Linked DNA regions of Mus musculus: region 2 is linked to region 1. The links are chromatin contacts, called in public HiChIP or PLAC-seq maps. All regions are on one chromosome and are shown on one strand. The core of a region is the stretch at or near the end of the contact, and the rest is flanking DNA. Distances in the headings are between cores, read along the strand shown.

Evidence for each region. HiChIP or PLAC-seq counts read pairs in DNA pulled down with a chosen protein or histone mark.
Region 2: a CTCF HiChIP or PLAC-seq map of the NIH/3T3 cell line shows a contact between it and region 1, with 16 read pairs. The contact joins the enhancer-like site here to the promoter of Rps19bp1 in region 1. A contact is called at or near these places in 1 of 39 promoter capture datasets (stem cell-derived epiblast-like cells), 1 of 15 datasets of contacts at CTCF or cohesin (the NIH/3T3 cell line), 5 of 484 Hi-C or Micro-C datasets (B cells, cerebellum, embryonic stem cells and 2 more), 1 of 115 datasets of contacts at active chromatin or transcription factors (embryonic stem cells) and 2 of 9 other capture datasets (adipose tissue and liver).

Annotation. Positions count from the first base shown.
Region 1 is chr15:80,262,476-80,265,995 of GRCm38.p6, forward strand. It overlaps Rps19bp1 (ribosomal protein S19 binding protein 1), which reads right to left and starts at 1,831. Exons shown (of 4, transcript NM_175109.3): 1 at 1,752-1,831; 2 at 1,508-1,642. The coding sequence starts at 1,803.
Region 2 is chr15:80,348,227-80,352,018 of GRCm38.p6, forward strand. It overlaps Cacna1i (calcium channel, voltage-dependent, alpha 1I subunit), which reads left to right. Exons shown (of 37, transcript NM_001044308.2): 6 at 146-305. Among named protein-coding and RNA genes, the nearest start is that of Gm41363, 50 kb to the right of the region's middle. Within about 2 kb of position 2,350, at least 24 of the 459 cell types and tissues checked have an H3K27ac peak or open chromatin away from gene starts, as enhancers often do. A contact at or near this core is called in the NIH/3T3 cell line, where this site is marked.

The DNA of each region.
Region 1 (3,520 bases), core at 581-3,080:
CATGGCTAGCCTGTGCTATACAGTGAGGTCCAGGCCTGCCCGAGCCAAAATAACTCCCCCCCCCCCCCCCCGCCTCCAAAACTGGGAGAAACAAACACACAATGAAACCCGAGTACCTCAACTCCCTTTATAGAGCAGAGGCATGGAGTCAAAGAAGAAAGCAACATGCGTACCATCCTGTGCCCCTTCTCAAGGAGGCCTTACTACCTGTGCCACACCCCCTAAGCTGCTCTACTGGAAACAAGGTTTCTGCTTTGCAGACACTTCACTGGTAAATGATATCAACTCACTTCTGCTGTCCCTACTGGGATGGAAGGAGGCACTGTCACCTGAGCAGAGCACATTAAGAGCAACAGCACGGGGACAATTTGCCCGGCTTCCACCTCTATCACCTGGGCAGGTGCCTGTTTCTGTAACTGTAAAGTGGGGGAGAGATCTGCTCATCTCACAGGGCTGCCGTGAGGGTCAAACGAGTTAGTTAGTTTAGAAGGGTAAACTGTTGACTGAGTGCTTCATTTCATAAATGTGTGTGTGTTGCGTGCCTTAGTGTATGTATGTGCACCCCAAGTGAGCGTCTGTGGAATCAGAAGAGGGTATCTAATCCCCAGACCTGGAGTTACAGTGGGCTGTGAGCAGCTTTGTGGGCTTCTGGGGGGCTCCAGGTCCTCTGGAAGAGCAAGCAGCAAGTGCTCTTAACCAGTGAGCCAGCCCTCTATCCCTGATGGGTCCTCCATCTTGCCTCTTGCTCATCTTACCCGTTAGCCTTCTTCCAAATTCTCAAGCCTTTCTGGCTAAAACCTTCTCAGATGCCTTAACGTTGCTTCCACCTTGGCTTGTTAGTTTGATTCTTCCTCGGAGCACTGCAGAGCCTTTCACCTCACAAGCCTCACTCACTTGGCAAAACCCTGCTTGTTAGTTTTGAGACTCTCTGATGGCTGGTCTACAGAGTAAGCGTGTGGCGCACGCCTTTAATCCTAGCACTTGGGAGGCAGAGGCAGGTAGATTTCTGAGTTCGAGGCCAGCCTGGTCTACAGAGTAAGTTCCAGGACAGCCAGGGCTATACTGAGAAACTCTGTATCAAAAAGCCAAATAAATAAATAAATAAATAATTAAGAGAGACTCTCTGATGTTTCTCTCCCCACCACGGCTAGAGCTCACAAGCGCCTGGGTCTTGCGTTTCATCTGCCTTCACGATTAGGTCTTGCCCTGAACTCACCACGGAAAGACACAGAACTTCTGATTCTCCTGCCTCCACCTCTCAAGTGCAGGGATGACAGATGTGTGTCACCACTCCCAGGCTTTTCCCTCTTTCTCTCATCCTGTTAACTGCCACATAGCAGACAGCGGCAGACCTGGGAATTAGATTGCTTGGGTTCGAAACCTGTCCCCCACGATTTGAACATTCATTTTGCCTTTTCCTTGTGGAGTCTCGGGGAACGTTTGGAACTCCCGACTCGAAGGCGCTGCCCCCAATTCTAAGAAGCGCTCACAGTCTTTCTCAACTCACCTAGAGCGGACTTAGGCGCCTTTCCCTTCGCTGAGTTCCGCAGTTTCAGAGCCTGGGAGGCCTTGGCCCGCGCCCTCCGGGTCCGCTTCGCCGGAGTCCCGCTAGCCTGGACCTGGCCCGGGACCGCACGGGGAGCTACGGGGAAAGGCAGCGAAGGACCGAGTTGAAGGGCGCGCTCTCCCTCCCCACCCGCCCGGCTGGCTCTCCTACACAGCGCGACTGTCGCAGGACCTGCTCTCCTCACCCTCGGACGCCGCCAGAAGCTCCAAACCGCGCCGCACTAACGCCGCCGACATGTTTCCGAGCCCCGCCCACACGCGGCGAGCTACTTCCGCCCTGGCGGTGTTCGCTCCTCGGCAGAAACTGGAGCAGGAGCTCAGGGTTCCGCAGCGAGCGGAAGTGCTGCCTTAGAACGCAGGCTCAATGGCTTTCCTATAGCCCCGGAGGAGCGGGGAGCTAGGGGCGTGTCCAAAGCGCAGAAGCCACAGTTGTTCAATTTCTAAGCAACAGGTCTCTGGTGATCCAGGCTGTGTGGGCGGGCAGACTCGACTTCTAGCCTTACTGGTCAATTCTGTCCAGGGGCCAAGTGTGGAATAGACTGAGTTCCTGCAAAAGAAGTGATTCTTTCTACTTTCTTTTTAGACAAGGATACATCTAGCCTAGGCTGTCCTTGAACTCGATTGTAGCTGAGGATGACTTTGAACTCCTGATCCTTCTCTCTCTGCCGCCCAAGGGCCGGATTTACAGACCTAAGCCACTTTGCCGGGCTTAGACAGTTTTCATGACCTTCAAAGCATTACACCGGTCCCGTGCACTGTGAGAATCTGTGTGAGAATCAGTAAAGCCAAGGAGGTTAGGTGTCGTACTTTGTAGTCCCAATACTTGGGAGATTGAACAGAGATTGTTGCTCTGAGTTCCAGGCTAACTTGGGCTACATAGCAAGACTCTGTCTCAAACAAACAAACAAACAAACAAACAAACAAACCAAACCAAAACTAACAAAAGGAAAAAACCAAACAAAAGACCAAAAAAAAAAAAAAACCCCAACAAAGAAATAGATTTGCAAACATGCAAAATAAAGTGCTTTGTTTTGAAAAATACAGCTATTTGCTGCAAAATACTGTTTATGTTATTAAGCAATGAGTTGGTTGTCAGGCGAAACAGTAAATACTGCTGGGCACAGTGATACCAGAACACTTAGAATACCAGCACCTGGGAAGCCGAGGCAGGAGAGTGGCAAGTTTCAGGTCAGTTTATATCACATAGCTACACTCCAAATTCTAGACCAGTCTGGGTTACAGATTAATAAGAAGAGCTAGGATGTATTAATAGCTTGGCGGTAGAATGCTTGGATTTAATCCCTAGTATTGAAAAAAAAAAGGTCAGTTTTTAGTCTGATAGATCAATAAATATTACAATCAATATTACACATAGATGTAAATATTCTATCGATAAATATTACACATAAATGTTCTCTGGTTACATGAGTTCCCCCCCCCCCCTCTCAAGACAGGGTTTCTCTGTGCAGCCCTGACTGTCCTGGAACTCACTCTGTAGACCAGGCTGGCTTTGAACTCAGAAATCAGCCTGCCTCTGCCTCCCAAGTGCTGGGATTAAAAGCGTGTGCCACCACCACCTGGCTTCGTTTTTGTTTTTAATTTAAGTATACATATATTTATATATATTACACACACACACACACACACACACATATGGATTTTTGCCTGCATGTATGTCTGTGCACCATAGGTATACCCCATGCCTGTGGAGGCCAGAAGTAAGCATAATTACAGGCTGATGTGAGACGACCCCAAGTCTGCTGGAAGAGCATCTAGTGCTCTTGGTTATTTTGAGCCTTCTCTTCAGCCCTGAGTTTTTAAGAGTGAAAAGAGCGTATGACACCAAAAAGGTTGAGAACCTCTAGTCTAGAGGTTTCTTTTTCGTCACTTTCGTGTGTTTTTGCAGTGCTGATGATCAAATGCAGACTCTTGAGTGCCAAACAAGCTTTCTAAC
Region 2 (3,792 bases), core at 1,100-3,599, 86 kb after region 1:
GGGCCCAGAGCCATTTTCCTGGCTTTGTGGGCCTAGGGGCAGACATGGAGGAGAGAGGCTCCCAGAGGGAGTAGGAGACCCCACAGCCTCGCGGCCCATTCCTCTTGCTTCTCTGATGCCACCTCCTCCACCCTTGCTCTCCCAGGCATGCGGATTCTGGTGAACCTGCTGCTGGACACGCTGCCCATGCTGGGAAACGTGCTCCTGCTCTGTTTCTTCGTCTTCTTCATCTTTGGCATCATCGGCGTGCAGCTCTGGGCAGGCCTGCTGCGGAACCGCTGCTTCCTGGAGGAGAACTTCACCATGTGAGTCCCCTCCCCCACCCCCCAACCCCATCTTAATTAAGGCTTGTTATCGCTTTGATAAAACACCGGGACCAGAAGCACCTTGTGGGAGGAAAGGGTTTATCTCATCTTACAGCTTGCAGTTCATCATCTAGGGAAAGTAGGACTGGAACTCAAGCAGGGCAGGAACCCGGCGGCAGGAGCGGAAGCAGAGGCCAGGGAGGGTGCTACTTACTGGCTTGCTCCTCACTGCTTGCTCCTCATGGCTTGCTTAGCCTGCTTTTCTTAATAGAATCCAGGACCACCAGCCCACGGGTGGCACCACCCACATTGAGCTGGGTTCTCCAACATCAGTCATCAATAGAAAATGGCCTTGCAGATTTGCCAACCCAAGGGAAACATTTTCTCAATTAAGATTCCCTCATCTCAGAAGACCCTAGCTTCTGTCAACATAAAAACCTGGCCAGCACTCCCCATTTCTACCCCACCCCCAGCCCACTCTGTTCCTGCTGACTCTGACCTGCCTCTTGCTAACTCATTTGCTAACTGAGAACTGGGCCAACAAAGCAGGAACAGCCAATTCGGGAAGGCTGGATATGAGGAGAGAGGGAGGTTTGGACACTGGAAGGAGAGAAAGTTCTAGAACCCAAGGAGGGATGTGTGGGAGTGCCATAATGGGATCAGCTCACATCCTGCTGTTGGGTCTAGAGTGGGAGCCAGGCGCCCCTCCAGGCAGAATGTCAAGAGCTGCTTAAAAGATGGGCTTAGTTTCTCAAAATGATGCCTTTAGCATCCCCTCTTCCCGGGTGGTGACGGCAACCCAGGGCATACGCACACACTATGTGTTTGGAGGTAAGGGTGCATCAGCTTCTAGTCTCCACGAGCCACTTGGCTGCTACTGTGTACCAGGACCCACAGAGGCTGAAAGGGAAGAGCCATTTAACCTGTTTTAACCTGGCTGATGTATCCAGGGCCTGCCCTTCGTTGAGCGAGGACACATACAGCTAGGGTTGGTTGGTTGTCAAGGCTGAGTGTCTCTTCTGAATGCGATGGTGTAGGGATACTGCATGAGCTGGGATGAGTCTCCCTTTTCAGGGTTTGGAACATTAGGGAGGAGGACCTCCTTAACAGGAGGTCAAGGTTGGGTAGGGACTGGCCTGCCTACCCATTGCTGTGCTGTGGGGAGCACTGGGCACCTGAGTAGGTCAGAGAGGGGGCACTTTGTTGAGTGAAGGCCCCGTGGATAGGGAGCACGGAACCTTTACACTGTGTGAGTGCTCAGTAGAGAGCAGTCCTGAGCTGTCAGGGGTAGAAAGAGGGGAAGCCCTTCAGAGAGCAGCATGTGTGTGAGCTCTTGGCTTTGGGGGCTCACCATCTGTCCGTGTCCCCTCTGTCATGTGTATTTCTGTGGCTGGCCCTGTCTCACTATCTAGGCTCAGCCCTCATGTCACCTTCTGCTGGAGGATTGCTGCCTCTTCCCCAAGCAGCAACCACACTATCTGCCAAGCTTCCTCGTCGGCCGACCTTTTCCTGCAGTGGTCCCATTTATCAGCTTGAGTATTTGGGGACACTGGAGAAATTATACATTTGGCCTTCAGGGACCCTAGGATGTGAGCTCTCTCCTAGACTAGGAAAGATTGGTCCTCACTCTTCTCTCAAGACCTACAACAGTGCCTTTTCACTATGAATGAATGAATGAATGAATGAATGAATGAGGGTATGAATGGGTGAGCCGTAATCCTGCACCGAGGCACGTAGGGAAGAAGGCTGGTTCTTCTCAGCTCTGCAGCATGAGAATTTATGTGCTGTTTCCTGATTGGCTGCTCCATTGTCCTATCTGGACTCTGAGAGGTGGCTCCAGCCTTTCCTTGGGTGTGGTGAGGGCAGGTGGGTGCACAGTGCTCTGGACATGCCTGGGCCCCACTTTGGGCCAGTGTGTACCTGACCCACCCGGAAGGGGAGTTCCAAATGTGAGAAGAGCCAGACAGCTTTAGGGGCAAGACATAGCTGGCAAGGTTGGATGACTCTCTCCAGAGCTCTGAGTCTCACGCTGTCAGGGCTAGGCCCCACTTAGTCAGAGGATGACTGTACTTCAGGGAGAAAGAGGTTGCTAAATTCCAGGCTCCGGCAGGGAGCAAGGCCAAGGTTATCCCAGGCCTGCAACCCCCCATAGAGGGAGGCAGGGTCAGACCTCAACTCAACAGACCTAGCTCAGAGCAGGCCGCAGAACAGCTGGTAAGGAAGGCCAGCAAAGAAGTCGGTCTTTCCTGGGGCTCAGACAGATGTGCTCTGACCAGACCTCAGTTCAGGATCTGGTGAGCCAGGCCTGGCCTTAGGCAGGAGCAACAGGCGCTCATTGGGGGGCAGGGGGGATTCCCCTCATCCTCTTGGCTTCTTTACCCACGAGCTTGTTGTCTGGAGGCTTCAGATCACACCCCCAGCCCCTGGCCAGACACTCTGTGAGCAAACTCCTGAGCCATGCAGGCTGGGCAGAACAAGACCAGGGAACATGGGGTGCGTGCTGGGCCCTCCAGGGACCTCAGTCCAAGCTATGACTCTACAGACAGGGAACACAGCAATGTTCTCTTTCTGCCGGTAGGAGTCTCAGAGCATGGATATCATAACAGACATTTGCCTGCCACTTCTAAGGGCAGGCTCTGCACTGTCTCTTTGTCTTGACCCTAGGAGGATAAAGGAGCTAAATGTTAATTTGGATTTAGGGTGCTGGGCTGAGAAGAAAGGACTTCTGCGATCCGAATGCAACTTTGACCTGAACCTGAAAGGTCAAGAATGGTGTTTGCTGGATAATGGGTGGGGGCTGAGGTGGGAGTTAATTTTCGACAGAGGTTCCCAATGCTGCCATGCAGGCAGGGGCTGGGGCAATGGACTTCAGGGTCAAATTCTGCTTCTGTCACTTGCTAGCCTCATGACTTCAGCAACTTTGTGCCTCAGTTTCCCTACTGCAGAGGTGGTTTGAGAATGACTCAAATTAGAACATGCAGAACCTTAAGCCAGTGCCATTATGTGGCACCATGTGTGTTCCCCCAGACTGGGATGCTCCTGGTGGGAGGGAGTGCCCCTGTTCATTTATTGAGATGGCGCCCTTGATAAATGCACCCCAAAGGGCACGGTGGGCCTGAAACTGGCCCTGAGAGAAAGACAGCTGGTATTCACAGGGTGGCTTGTCCATGCGGGGCCTTGTTCTCTGCCGGACTAATTCCGTTACCTTCCCAGCATCCCGTAGGAGAAGCATGTTGTTCTCACTTGTTGGTTTGCGGGAAATGTGTATGCGTGCTCGTGTGTTCATATGTGCATGTGTGTGCAGGCCAGAGGCCAATGTTTGGGGGATCTGCCTCAATTGATCCCCATTTAATTAATTAATTTTTGAGATAGGGGTCTATCACTGAGACCAGAACTACCCAATTTGGCTAGACTGGCTGGCTAGCAGGCTCTAGGAGCCCTCATGTCTTTGGCTTCCTGGTGCTGGAGTTATAGGCATGTATTATCA